Linked DNA regions of Mus musculus: region 1 is linked to region 2. The links are chromatin contacts, called in public Hi-C maps. All regions are on one chromosome and are shown on one strand. The core of a region is the stretch at or near the end of the contact, and the rest is flanking DNA. Distances in the headings are between cores, read along the strand shown. Region 1 overlaps Cpeb3 (cytoplasmic polyadenylation element binding protein 3). Region 2 overlaps Cpeb3 (cytoplasmic polyadenylation element binding protein 3).

Region 1 (7,149 bases), core at 3,178-5,677, 110 kb before region 2:
GCTTCACATGTGGGCCATAGCTAGTGCTCTGCCCCCAGATTTCATCATGCACACCAACATAATAGTAATTAATAAAAGTGATTTTAAAATTCATAAGGAGATGTTATTTATATATGCTTGGCCCAGGGAGTGGCACTATTAGGTGTAGCCTTGTTGGAGTAGGTGTGTCACTGTGGGTGTGGGCTACCTGCCTGGAAGCCAGTATTCTGCTAGCAGCCTTCAGATGAAGATGTAGAACTCTCAGCTCCTCCTGCACCATGCCTGCCTGGATGCTGCTATGTTCCCACCTTGATGATAATGGACTGAATCTCTGAACCTATAAGCCAGTCCCAATTAAATGTCCTTTATTAGACTTGCCCTGGTCATGGTGTCTGTTCACAGCAGTAAAAGACAGGACTAAAATACTATAATACTAGTGAACTAAAATACTGTAATAACTCAGATCCCTGGAATAAATCCTATTTTTCTTTTTAAAAAAATTTTTATTAGGTATTTTCCTCATTTACATTTCCAATGCTATCCCAAAAGTCCCCCATACCCACCCACCCCCACTCCCCAAATCCTATTTTTCTATATGAAGTTTCATGTTTATGCAAATAAATCAAGTAAAACTAAAGTGTGTGTGTACATATATATATATACTGGATGTGCCCAGAAGTGCCTCTTTTATAGTCTGGCAATGTTTTTCTCCCTTTAACAATGGATATAAACTAGATCCCAGAGGACTGAAGTGAGAGGACCAGTGAGGTTTCTGGTCCTAAATAAGACAGGAGAAAATGCTGGTTTAAAAGTTTGACTAAAAGCAGATGATAGTAGGACCTTTCAGCTAGATAGCTCTTCAGTGTGTGAGACTAGGAGACAAAATTATAACAGGTAATAGACTTAGAATATTTTTAAATTTAAAAACAATAGAATTTTATTTTTCATAGTTCTTGGAATAGAAAGTTTGTTCAAGACATTAGTAGGTTCACTGTCTTTATGAGGACTTCTCTGCTTCATGATAAGTGCCTCTGTGTACATTCTGTGTTCTTGTGTGAAGGAATGGGAGACTTTAAATCTTATTTGAGTAATAGGGCCTGAAGACTGATGAGGGAGGAGAGTGTTTTAAAAGAAGCATCTTAGTGCCCTGACAGTCTGAGCCCCTGCTCACCATCCAGGAGAGCAACAACAAACTTTCCATATTATACAAAAAATAAAAAAGATCTGGAAAGAATCTTTAAACTTCATGAAGTTTCATGTTTATGCAAATAAATCAAGTAAAGCAAAAGTGTGTGTGTGTCTGTGTGTGTGTGTCTGTCTCTGTGTGTGTGTGTCTGTGTGTGTGTGTGTAAGTGTGTGTGTGTGTGTAAGTGTGTGTAAACTGTATGTGCCCAGAAGTGCCTCTTTTACAGTCTGGCAGTGTTTTTCTTCCTTTAGCAATGGGCTATAAACTAGGTACCAGAGGACTGAAGTGAGAGGACGAGTGAGGTTTGTGGTCCACAGCATCATTTGTGGTTCCCTAATAGAGTCAGACAAAAGGTTAAGGGGAGTGAGCTGTCATGGCATTTTTGTTAACTGAAAACTTACACTGACTTCTTTTTGGCATGTTTGCTCAAAATCATCATTTACGTATTCTGTCATTTGGTTATTATATCATTTTGGTTTTCCTCTCCAGACAGAAACAGCTAGCACAGATTCAGTTGACCAGGAGGCCAACACTGGCCTCACTCTTCTCTCGGGAATCATCTCATTTAATCCTTACACGGCCTTGTGAATTAGGGATAGTGATCCTCACTAAGACGTAGTTTGTGAGTAGGGATGGAAGCTCAGTCCTTGTAACTCTTGTTGTTCCTCAGCTCTTTGCTCCTGGTCTTGTCCCTTGTTGCTTTAGTCAGACCTTCTCCAATTCCTCCCCAGCCCGTATTCTTTATAGCACTTGACACTCTGAAGTGAACAATTTTATCTCACTTTATTGTACGTGAGGGCTCTCTGCCATATTAGAGCAGCGGGCCTTTTTACTGCAATGTCTCCATAGCCTGTGGCAGTAACCTGGGAGACTTTAAATACATAAGTATTTTCTAAATATATTAGTTTTTCACAGTTGTAGATAATTGATAATGAATTTATTGCTGAGTTTACATGTAGTTACCAATGAAAAGTAATTTGACTTCTGTAAACACTTCCTGGCTTACCAGGGCTTGGCAACTAGGGATGAAGCTGAGCCATGTTCTGGTCTCATTCCACTCCTAGACATGTATTAAAATAGAAAATAATGAGGCCTAAAATAGAATATGATATGCCCACAGAGAGCAAACACGTGAACCAAAGGAAAACAATGATTAAATTTATGTGTAGTGCTTGGAAAACTTTCAGAAAATCTTCATAGTTTAAAGTATTTTCAATTTTTAAAATAATTTTTGAAAATAGTCACCTTTACATACAGAGTCATCTTGCTGGTCCAGTTATCCATCTGTCCCTCCATTCATCCATTTACCCATGTATTCACCCACCCACAAATCTGTCCATCTGTCTATGTGCCTGCCCACCTGTTTGTCCATCCATCTATCTACCCATCCACTTATCTGTCCATCAATGGGCTATAAACTAGGTACCAGAGGACTGAAGTGAGAGGACCAGTGAGGTTTGTGGTCCATCTACCACCCATCTACCCATCCACCTATCTGTCCATCCTTCCATCCTTCCTTCCTTCCTTTTTTATTTTTTGTGTTTTGGAGACAGGGTCTCACTATATACTCTGCTTTCTGAGTAGTGGAACTAAAGATAAAAACAACTATGCCTGGTTTCAATTGTCTCTTTTATGTGTATGTATAATGAGTTTGACATAGTAGAGGTAATTTGTGAACATTATTCATATCCTTTTTACAATTTTATATCATTAAATTTATGAAGATTTTGATCATTACATACTATTTCATACAAGAATCAATTAGAGTTGCCAAAATGTCTTTATATTTAGTAAATTTAGATTATTTTTCAAGTGCATTTTAGTTTTTGGAGTCCTGGGTCTTGCTTTTCACAAACTTTAGTTTTTAATGACTAAATACAGTGTCATAAATGGTTTTGGCCTTCTCAGCACTTGGTGTAGAATGGAATGGGTAGAGTTCCATAGTCGACAAGAGAATGGATTGGAGCTGGCACCATGATTCTTTGTTGAGCAGCAGGAGGAGCAGGTGCATCAACAAGAAAGAGTATGGTGTGCTGAGTAGAGCAGAAGATCTGGGACAGGAATGAGACAAATGAGTGACGTGGCAAGCAGGAAAATAGACTTACAAGGTGTTGTAGCATCTGTGCTTTCAACCTTGGTGGTGCTGGGGCTGTCAGAGCCTTACACATGCATTCTTTACCTGTGAGCTGCACAGCAGACTCAGACTGAAGGAAGACTTTGTAAAACTTGTTTATTATTTGTGTGTGTTCATGTGCATTATGGCGCATGTGTGGAAGTCAGGGGTCAGCCTGTGGAGTCAGTCGGTTCCTTCCTTGCACCTTTGTGGGGCTCTGGGGATTGAATCCAGGTCATCCGAGAAGCTCCTTTTTCTACTGAGCCATCTCATGGATGGATTCTAAAGGTGAGGCTTTGGAGTTGATGACTGAAGTGATTTTTACCTTTTTTATCCAGAAAGATAACTCTGGGGTCTAGGTTGTCAGGAACTAAACACAGGTGAAAAATCAGTTGGTTGAAAGGAAGGAATGGCCTCAAGAAATGACTAGGAGGTACACTTATGCATAGGGAATAAAAAAGGGGGGTGTACCTAAAATGGCTCCAGGGTTTAAATAGTTGGGGAGATAATTCAGAGGTGAAAGTGCTTAATAGCGGCAGATGGCAGATGGCAGATGAGAATGGCTGTGCTTTATAGACCAGCTGGATTTTACAGTAGAGGAGTTCCAGAAGGGAAGGCTGTCAGTTTGCAATCCCTGAGAAGGTGATTTGTCATCTAATTTGCTCCTGCTCTTGTGTAGTTCCTAATACAAGGGAGACCTTACTAGTGCAGACTGCTTCATGGCCACTGATTAAAACTCTACATCTAAGAGAAGTAAGTAGCTCTAAGTCAAGAACTGATTTAAGCCAAGCGGTGATGGCGCACGCCTTTGATCCCAGCACTCAGGAGGCAGTGGCAGGTGGATTTCTGAGTTTGAGGCCAGCCTGGTTTACAAAGTGAGTTCCAGGACAGCCAGGGCTACACAGAAAAACCCTGTCTCAAAAAAACCAAAACCAACCAACCAAACAAAAAAACTGATTTAAACTCTACATCTAAGAGAAGAAGTAAGTAGCTCTAAGTCAAGAACTGTTTTTGGCCTGATTTTTTAATACCCTGATAATTTAGAGTTTGTTAGTTGATTAGTCATCTTGTTTGTAGATTATAGCCTGGCACTGTAAAGAACTGTAATTGCTCACCAATCAGTCATGGGAAGATCATAGAGAATAAGAGAAGTGAAACTTGGCACACTTGAGTTGAATGAACTCACTAGGAGGTCAGTGTCCCAGTATTATTGGCTAATCTGAACATCGTACGTAAAACCTTAACAAACTTGAGATTTGACTTTCGGACTTTAGTTCTGCTGCACTAACGTATGGCATAGTTTTGTTTCTATCTACATGCTCATTTATGAATAACAGGGTCTCACATAGTCCAGGCTGCCTCAGACTCTCTGTGTAACCATGCATGACTTTGCATTTCTGATACTTCTACCTCTGATTCCCAAGTACTGGAGTTGCAGGTGTGCACTACTGTGTCCAACTAGGTGAATTTTGATACAGTAGTTCAAGGTAATGCTTGATCAGGCACTACACTGCCTGTTCAAGATGGAACTTGTCAGGGAACGGAAAGAAATGTATTTATTCATTCATTCTTTTATTCCTAGAGTCTTTCATAGTCAAGGTTGGCCTCAAACTCGCTGTGTAACTAAGATTGACTCCTGACCCTCCTGCTTTTTTCTACCTCCCAGGAGCTACAATTTGTTATGTGCCACCGAACTCCATTCGAGAATCAGTTTTATTTAAATCTAGGTCATGAGTTTATCAATAGTTTTGAATCAAGTTAAAACAGTGCAGTATTAATACTGAAAAATACAACCTGAATATTTTGAACTATTCAGCAATGTTGATGAAAAAGTTTTTTTACAGTGCTTGTTAAATTAAACTTTGCTTTGATTTTAAATGGAATTAGTTGGTCTTCTGGTACTACTTTAGATTAAAAAGTTAAACCTTAGATGATTTATTTTTATTTTTTGTTTTTTTTTCGGTTTTTCGAGATTTAGATGAATTTTAAAAAGTTTTTTAAAAGATAAATTCTTTCAAAGGTTTGGATTGATGTGGGCACTGGTTTCGCCATATTTTGACCCTTGCTCTTTAACATTCCAAAGATAGTGACCAGAAGATAAGGGAATTACTGCTTTAGAGCTTTCTGCTCTGTTCTACCTGTTTGCCAGTGTAGAAAGAGCACTCAGTTTCACCCATCAGCTCTGGAGCGATGCAGAACATAAAATACTTTTTCAGAGTAGCTATTTTTAAGACAGGTGAGTCATGCAGGTATAATGTAAGACTTTCTTTTTAAAATATAATGAGATATTTGATATTCTAATTTAGGGTGAGATTCTGTTAAATGTGAAACATGGAAAAAAATTGAAGGCCTGGAGTGAGGAGGGAGAAGATGTCTTCAGTGAGTACATCCCCCACAGTGAGGACATTCCTTCTGTTGTGGGGTGCAGTGGGGTGAAGCAGACCAGGGGCTGCAGTCCTACATCCTGTTACAGGGACATGAATAATAGAGACTGTATTGAATATGTACAGATCAAAGGACGGAGAAGCCAGTGGAGCAGACTCAGCAAAGAGGACCAAGGAAGTAAGAGGATGCTTCAGCTTTTGTTACAATAATTAACTCTTCAGAAAGTCAGCCATTCTACAGGGCTAGGAAGCTAAGCAGTTGCTCATTTTATATTCCTTTTCTTTCTTTTTTTTCTTCAAGCAAGCTATAGGCAAATGAGCTTACATCAAGCATTTATATTAAGAAATTTCTTTTACAGAGTGTTACAAGCAAGTTCCAAACCCAGCTTTTAGTCTCCTGTGGCATCATCATAATATTATTCATAATGCCCCTAAGACACTTGATGTTTGTTCTAAACCATCAAAGGAAGAAATTCAGTATGTTCAGCATAATTTGTCTTGTATTTATTAACAATGATCTAGTCTGATGACTTCTCAGAAATAATTACTGTAAACGGAAACCTATGTGGAAATGAAATGGATACAGTAAGTTTTAGCGGCATAGGCCCATTGGTTGCAGTAATGAAGTATCACAGACTGGGTGGTGTGCCGTGGGCATGCACTTACCTCCTCATGCTTGATAAATGTGCTTAGTTTGGTGTCTGGTAACGGCTACTCTGTTTCCAAGTGGGTTTCTTGCTGTTGTGTCCTCACAAGAGTGTGATGTTATGTCCTCATGGCAAAAGAGACAGAAGACAAAAAGTCCTACCCAGGCAGGTCCTTGCCCTGTTTCTAGTCCACTGATCATTTCTGAAGTTGTCCCACCTCTTAGTATTACCACAGTGAGGATTCACTTTCAGTATGGGCATTTTAGGGTATATCCAGAGCGTAGCAGGTGAGATGGATAAAAGCATTTGTATTGCTTGAGAGTAATGTGTTCAGTGGTTGAAAATGAGTCATTGGTATAGGTTGTGTGTGTGTGTTTGATCTGGGTGATAAAATCAGCTTTTTAACAAGTTAGTCTTTTTGTTGTGACAAATATGTGAAAACAAAAGGAGGAAAGAGGGATTTCAGTTCATGATTTCCTCCATGATTGATTTGCTGCATTGCTGTGGGCCTGTGGGGAGGCAGGAATCATGGTGGCAAGAGTGCATGGAGAGTAAAGTCACGTATTTCCCTTGGTGTGTCCAGGAAGTAGAAAGAGGAAGATAGGAGGGGGTCAAGGCAAGAAAAGGGCCTGCTCCCAAGGATCTTCTTCCACGAAGGCCTTATCTCTTCAAGTTCCTAGACTCTCCAAGCCTTAGGTCAGCGCCTGTGGACCACAGCTCTAAGGCAGGAGCATGGAGAGAGCATTTCATATTCAAACTTAACAGCTTTAAAGATGAAAAGTAAAGGTGGCCTTTATTTCTGTAATTCTGGATTTTATATGTGGCTGTTGGTTACAGTCA
Region 2 (6,725 bases), core at 2,311-4,810:
TTGTAAAAATGCACAGTGGGTGTGGTGTGTCTTGAGTCATCTTATTCTCATTTGGAGTTGATGGAAATGAAGTAAGGACCAAGTAAACGCCTTTTTTTCAGGTGCAAATCCGACCGTGGAACCTAAGTGACAGTGACTTTGTAATGGATGGCTCTCAGCCTTTGGACCCCAGAAAAACTATCTTTGTTGGGGGAGTTCCACGACCCCTTCGAGCTGGTGAGTGGAAATAGAAACAGCACAGCAAAAGCGCTGAGTCCCCAATGCCTTAGCTCTGGCTCTCCAGTCAGCCACCCTCAGCCTCAAAGGGAAGCCTGCCATGGCAGTTCACTGAGCGACGGCCTAATGGTTGAGAATCTCCCCCAAATGCTGTGTATCCTTGTGGTGTGGGAGTCGATTTCATTAAACCATTCTGTGGAAAGGGTGAGGTCTATTTAGTTCTTTCCTTTATACCCACATGTTTAAAATAATAATATCTGGCAGTGTGCACGCTCATGCCACTTAGTGTTGTTTCAGACGACAGGCACCCTGTCAGAAGTCTGCCCATGTGTCTGGGTGCCTAGGCAATCAGAAGCCAAGCTGTGGCTGGGGACTGTGCCTGGGAATCAACTTCTGCCTCTAAGCCTTCCCAGCCAGGTGGGATCTGACTAGTTCTTATGAGTTCCAGAAATGAATGATAATTTTTTAATCATGATTTTGGAGAAGCTCTTGTTTTGTGGTGGGTGTTTGGTGTAGTACTGGGGATTGAACCCATGACTTGACACAACTAGACAAGTGTTCATATCCTCAGCCCACCTTCCGCATTTATTCTGACAGCCTCACAGAGTTGCCAGGCTGGCCTGGACTCACTGTGTAGACCAGGCAGGCCTTGGAATCCTCCTTCCCCAAACTTTCAAGTGGCTGAGATTGCAGGCCTGTACCACCTGGCCCAACCTCTGCTGCTGCTGCTGTTTTGTTTCCAAGGATAAAACAGTTGTGCTGCTGAGGGCAAGCTGAGTCCTAATGAACTAGAGACTTGAGGGGGTATTGAACCGATGCTTCACTGTTTAAACCTGGAGACAAGTCATGAGCAGTGACACATGCCTGTCAGCCACGCACTCTGGAGTCTGACACAAGATGCTTTTTAAACCTGACTCTTGCCTGAGCTACCACTTACTGAGTGAATACAAAGCCAGCCTGAGCTACACAGAAAACGCTGAAGAATTCTCAACATTATTTGAATTCTAACTCCAGTCTACACATTAAAAACAAACAAAACTTTACAACTCTATAAAGGTATCTTCCTAAATTTGATGCTCACACTTGTAACTCTAGCACTGAGAGATTGAAGCAGGGAGAGTTTGAGTTTTGGGCTAAACCGAATGGGATACAATCATAATTCTATTCTGAGGAACTTTTAAAATATTTTGATTATGGTAATTTTACATTATTTCTAAAAGTCAGAGATTTTGGGGTCTGCTTTTTCTTCTAATGAAAAACTATTCCAAAAGAAAGAAAGCAAAGCAGTGAGAGCCCTCTTCCTTAGCCAACACCACTTGGTAAAATCTAGGAAGGGCCACCTCACTGGGAACAAGGAGGCTGAAACATGACGCAGCCTTTTGATCTGAGTTAGATGGGTGTTTGCACAAAGAGGTGACGTGAACAGGTGGGTGCCAAGAAGCACTCGCATCCCTTGTGACTGTCGCTGTGCGAGGCTGGAGAAGGACAGGAACCCTCACTGATATCTTTCACTGCACATGGATTTTACAGTTGGACAGTCACTGCTGTACACTGCAGTGACTACAATGCAGTGGAAGTTGTTTTAAGGTTTGACCCCTGCACTCTTTCTACATGAGAATCTTTAAAAGTCCTGAAACTGGACATGGAGACACACACCTGGAACCCTAATCAGAAGACGGTGGGCCTCCAGAGTTCCAGGCCAACTTGTCTCAGTGAAGCTGTCTAAAAACAATGCCCCACAATCATAAAAAGTACCACTAGCTTTTAACTAGTCAGGCCTTGTCTTTAAGTCACTAGAAGCGCAGCTTATAAGCTACATTGTACCCAGTGTTAAATATCAGCAGGATGCTGCAAGCTCTAGGATCAGGCAAGAATGACATCTCTGCAATCCCTGTGTTTGGAAGAAGGCAGGAGGAGCAAGAGCTCAGTATTATCCTTAGCTGCATAGTAAGCTCAAACAAGCCTTCTCGGAGTGCAGGGCGGGGGAAGTATTTTAAAAAGAATTATATCCAGGTATCTAATCAGAAATAAGATTTGTGTTCTTTGCCTAGAGAATATACCTATAATTAGGATTGAATTTCTTTTCTTTTTTCTTGGATTTCTTTTCTTTTTTAAGTTAGCTATTTTTGTCTTAATTGGTTTGTTTTGGTGGCTATATAACAGAGATCTAGTCACTCGGTCTTCTGGAAGTGTCCCTCAGCACACTTGACAGTACTTCTAGAGGGCAGCTGGTAGCTAGGTGGATAGGAAGCCCACTGTTTAATAGATAAGCCAGGGTGTGCCATCCTGAACTGAGTGAGTATCTCACTGTTGTGTTAAACAGGAAATTTTATATAGGAAACCAAAGTTTTCAGAGCAGAACACAAGAGACATATTGACAGTCGAAGACTGAGTCATATATATTCTTTAAGATTTTGAAATTTGGTCTTGAAATATTGGACTTTTTAAAAGGTTTGTTGTTTGTTTATTTGTTTATTGTGCCTGCCAGAGTTTTTGAGCAGCACATGCTCACGGGTGCCTGTGGGGGCCGAGGGCCGAGCTGGAGGCACAGGTGCTTCAGTCATGTGACATGGATGCTGGGAAAGCAGACCCGGGTCCTCTGCACAAGCAGTCAGTGCTCCTAACCCCAAGCCACTCTCCAGGCGATGAGTGCTTTCTTTACAAAGTATTCTAAAGTCCTTCCCTGGGCCTCACTCAGTAGGTCAGGCTTTGGCTGTTGGGATAAATTTCACTTTATCCTTGGCCGAAACCTGTCCTTTAACACGTCAGAGTGATTGGAATGCCCCACCTACACTATTCCTTTAGCTCCTTTGAGGTTCTTGTTTGCTTTACTTTTGACATTGTGAGATAGGGACTGTGATCACTGATCGGTTTCCTAAAGTTAGCCTGTATCCATCCTAATAGAAAGTCCTCTAAGAAGCAAGTACTGTCCTGAATGGGCTGAGGGTATCCATCTAATTAAATATTCCTACTCTTTGACAAAATCTTTTTATCTTTTTAAAATTTTATTTATTTTTTAATTTATTTATTTATTTTGAGACAGTTCTTACTCTGGTGACTGTGTGTCACCAAACTCATAATCCTCCTGCCAGGTGTGAACCGTCATACCCAGGTCAGGTTGGTAAGGGAAGTCACAGGCCTATCGAAACTAACCTGAGCATGGAGAAACCCAATGAAGAGCATATCTGGATGAGATTTCTCATCCATCAGTTGTAGGTAGAGGTCAGTGCACATCACTCTCATCTCTTGCCCCCTTTCTATTACTCCTATGAGTAACAGCAGCAAGCTAAGAGTGACTGCTCCAAATCTGGTGTTTCTTAGATCTGGATGCCTTTCACCTTGAGGGGGAAGAAAGCTGTAGGTAGATCCATCCTGCCCCCATGTGGCTAAAGTTTGCATATTCTTTAGAGTCTACAAAAGAACTAAGCAGTTTGCTTTTCTGCTGGCTACAGAGACAACCATATGCTGACCTTTGGCCATGTGATAGGAGTAACATCTTTTCCTGAATGCCCATTCAGGAAAAGCCCTACGGCATTAGGACATCTCATCTCCAGTACACACACGCCTGCACACCTCTTCACTCAGACAGTAAGTCAGTGTCAGGCTGAGGGTTGTGAAGGGACCAAGTGGAGGAGACTGAACCATCTCGCTCCCCAATGCTCTCGACTTCATTCGCATGTGCGCTTCTTTCATTCCGTCTTCTTGATTTAGGTGTCTGATTTGGGGACCACTAAAGTAACTAAGCTTTGGAATCTCTTCTTTCAAACCATGCTCTTCACTTGATGACTTCTTCCAGCATTGATCAGACTTGGCCTTGCAGAGCGGCGGCGTCTGGAGAGGCTGCTGCCTTGAGCTCCAAGAGCCTTTTATGGTGTCTCTATTACGGCGTCTCTATTATGGCTTCTTTGTTCTTCGTTGACTATTGCTCTGACCATTCTCCCCTTTCCTTTCTTTTTCACCCTGCTAATAGTCCATGGCAGATCTTGAAGTTTTCTTCTCCCTACCCCCAATGCCGTATGATGGCTTCTATGTCCAGATAAATGCTGGAGAGAGTCTACATCTCAATGTGTCTCACGTTCATGTGGTGCAGACATTCTGCACAAATGTTCTGGCAGTTCACCTGAGCTGGGGATGGCATCGCATTCTGACTTGTCACCATATCCCTTTCTGTTCTGTGAGGTGGTAGATGACCAAAAGTGCTGAATATCAAGTTTCTCAGCAGTAGACGTTTCTCATCCAGTCCCAAGTTCAGTCTGAAGTGACCAAATAAACTCCAGGTTTGAAGTGCTTGTAAAGCCAAGGACTTTGTAATGCTGGTATGTGTTCCACCTCTTCTTCCCAAACAAACCTTTTGTCTACAGATCCTGTCAGACATTGTCATATCCACTACAGACTGAGCCAGCAGAAAGCCAAAGTTAGGCTAGGATGAACTGATGTTTATAGAGCAGAGAGGAAGCCAGCTTAATTCAAAGCAAAGATTTACAAGCAGGGAGGAAACAAAACGAAGCAGTCAGGTGTCACTGTGTTCTCAGCTGTGTGCTTGGAGCCGGCTCATTCACCATTCACATTTATGATGACCTTGAGAGGCTATAAGCAGTAGACTTGGCATTTTAGAAAGTAGGAGCCATTATTCAAGTAGCGTGTCAAGTCTTTCTTGTTTCTGTGCTTCAGCTCCAGGCTTTCTGTGCTGATGAAAACTGTTTTATCCAGGGAAGATCTGGGAGGGCGGCTAGTTAAAGGAGCAATTTGGCACCAGTTTGATTTAGTGAAATTAAAGTTCCCTTTCTGACTGAGTGCTTCAATGCCATCCATCTAAAAATGTTTTGGGGTTCATCTGACAGAGTAAAGGTCTGAACATGCCTCCTCTTGACCCCTCGTGAACTAGCATAAAGATTATGGGAAGCCCAGAATGTTCATGCTCCTTCCTTCCAGAAGCCAGGATTGCCTTGTCGTCCTGAGGGGCTTCATGCCTTGTTCCTGCCCGTTTTATGTGTTATCTCCAAAGAGAAAAAGTGGACTTCCGGGTCACGGGGATCCTCATTCCTCTGCCGCCCTACTTGGTTCTCGGTGTTCCAGTCTTAGACACTGCCCTTCAGGCTGGCTTTGAACAGCAACTAAACACGAGGAACAGAACCCCAAGGCAGATGGGAGTGGGGAGAATCAGCAAGACTTCCTTTCTGGTGAACTAAAGGTTTTTTCTTATCTCTAAAGAATCAGGAGCCGATCCAGGGAACCATGATGGGTTCAGATTCAACTTCAGAAGTATAGTCACCACAAAATGGAGTTCATGAGAACTGTATGCTTCCCACAGCTACATTACTCTTGCTTCCCTCTCTGGTGTGTGACACAATGAAGCTCAGTGGGAGCCATCACGGGAACAGGGCTCACGGTACTCTTGCTGCTACTATGGAAGCTGACCATGAAGTGATATGAGCATATGGTCTAAAATGCAGTATGCCCTCACACACATCTATGAATCCTGCCGGCTTCTCACTTTTCTGGTGACCAGGCAGACTCTGAGAACACTGGGAGTGGTCAGAAGTGGTTTGAGGCACTTCCTTGTAGACTCTTCCCTGTTGCCTACATAACCGCCATGTAGACGCCACACTCTGTATGCTCGGTTCTTGAGCCCACATCTTCCTTAGGTTAATGTTTCTTACTGTCCTCCAGGGAATTATCCTATCCACTCTACTGAAGGAGGTTCAGGCTGAGGATTCACTCTCATAGGCTTACTCAATAGGACATACCCTTGGTTGAAGACTCAGTTTTCACGGCAAGGTTATGGTTCGTTTGTGCAGACCCAGATGAAGGAATCCATGAAGGTTTAGTTGTCTGTCTAAACAATTACTGATTGTCTTGCTTTCCTTTCTCCCTTCCAGAAAGTCAGAACGGTAGCCTGTCTTTTCACCCTTGCTTTCCTCTCGTCAGAAGGAAGGGGCATTTGCAGGACTCTCCTGTGTTCATGAACGATACTCGATGTAGAGAAACTTCTAAGCCTAGCCTCTAAAGTAATTGTATGTCGCAACATTTCTGGTAAACTTACATCCTCTATTTAAAAAAAGAAAAGGAAAACTTGGGGCTGGAGGGATAGTTCAGCGAGCACTTAAGAACATTTGCTGTTCAATCATGAGGACAGAGTTCAAGTCCCAGCACCCACACTGGGTGGCTCACAGGTGCCTAGCACTTCCAGATCCAAGAGTTTCAACACCTTCGTCTAGTCTCTGCAACACATACAAATAAAAATAAATACTAAAAATGGGGAACTCACAGAATGGAGATTTGTAGAACTTAAGAGAAGTGTATTATTCTGCTTCTGTTAGTCACCCATCCAGTACAGGATGGATTTAAGTTTCTCTTTCTGCTTTCTTTTAGTATTAAAATTATTGAAAAGGGATTACTTACTGAAAAGGTGACTGCTGTTGAATATTGGAAACCCTGGTTAGTAGTTAAGGGGTATCACTTTAGGTTTTAAGCACAGTATGAGTTCAGGAAGACTTGTGAGTTGAGTA

The links. Hi-C and Micro-C count contacts between places; a contact is called where the count stands out from the background.
Region 1: a Hi-C map of bone marrow-derived macrophages shows a contact between it and region 2, with 3 times the contacts expected there. A contact is called at or near these places in 12 of 484 Hi-C or Micro-C datasets (the 3T3-L1 cell line, the AML12 cell line, bone marrow-derived macrophages and 8 more) and 2 of 130 datasets of targeted methods (bone marrow-derived macrophages and embryonic stem cells).

The regions. Positions count from the first base shown.
Region 1 is chr19:37,154,464-37,161,612 of GRCm38.p6, reverse strand. All of the region lies in intron 2 of Cpeb3 (cytoplasmic polyadenylation element binding protein 3), which reads left to right. Among named protein-coding and RNA genes, the nearest start is that of A330032B11Rik, 16 kb to the left of the region's middle.
Region 2 is chr19:37,047,751-37,054,475 of GRCm38.p6, reverse strand. It overlaps Cpeb3 (cytoplasmic polyadenylation element binding protein 3), which reads left to right. Exons shown (of 11, transcript NM_001290827.1): 9 at 102-216. Among named protein-coding and RNA genes, the nearest start is that of A330032B11Rik, 120 kb to the left of the region's middle.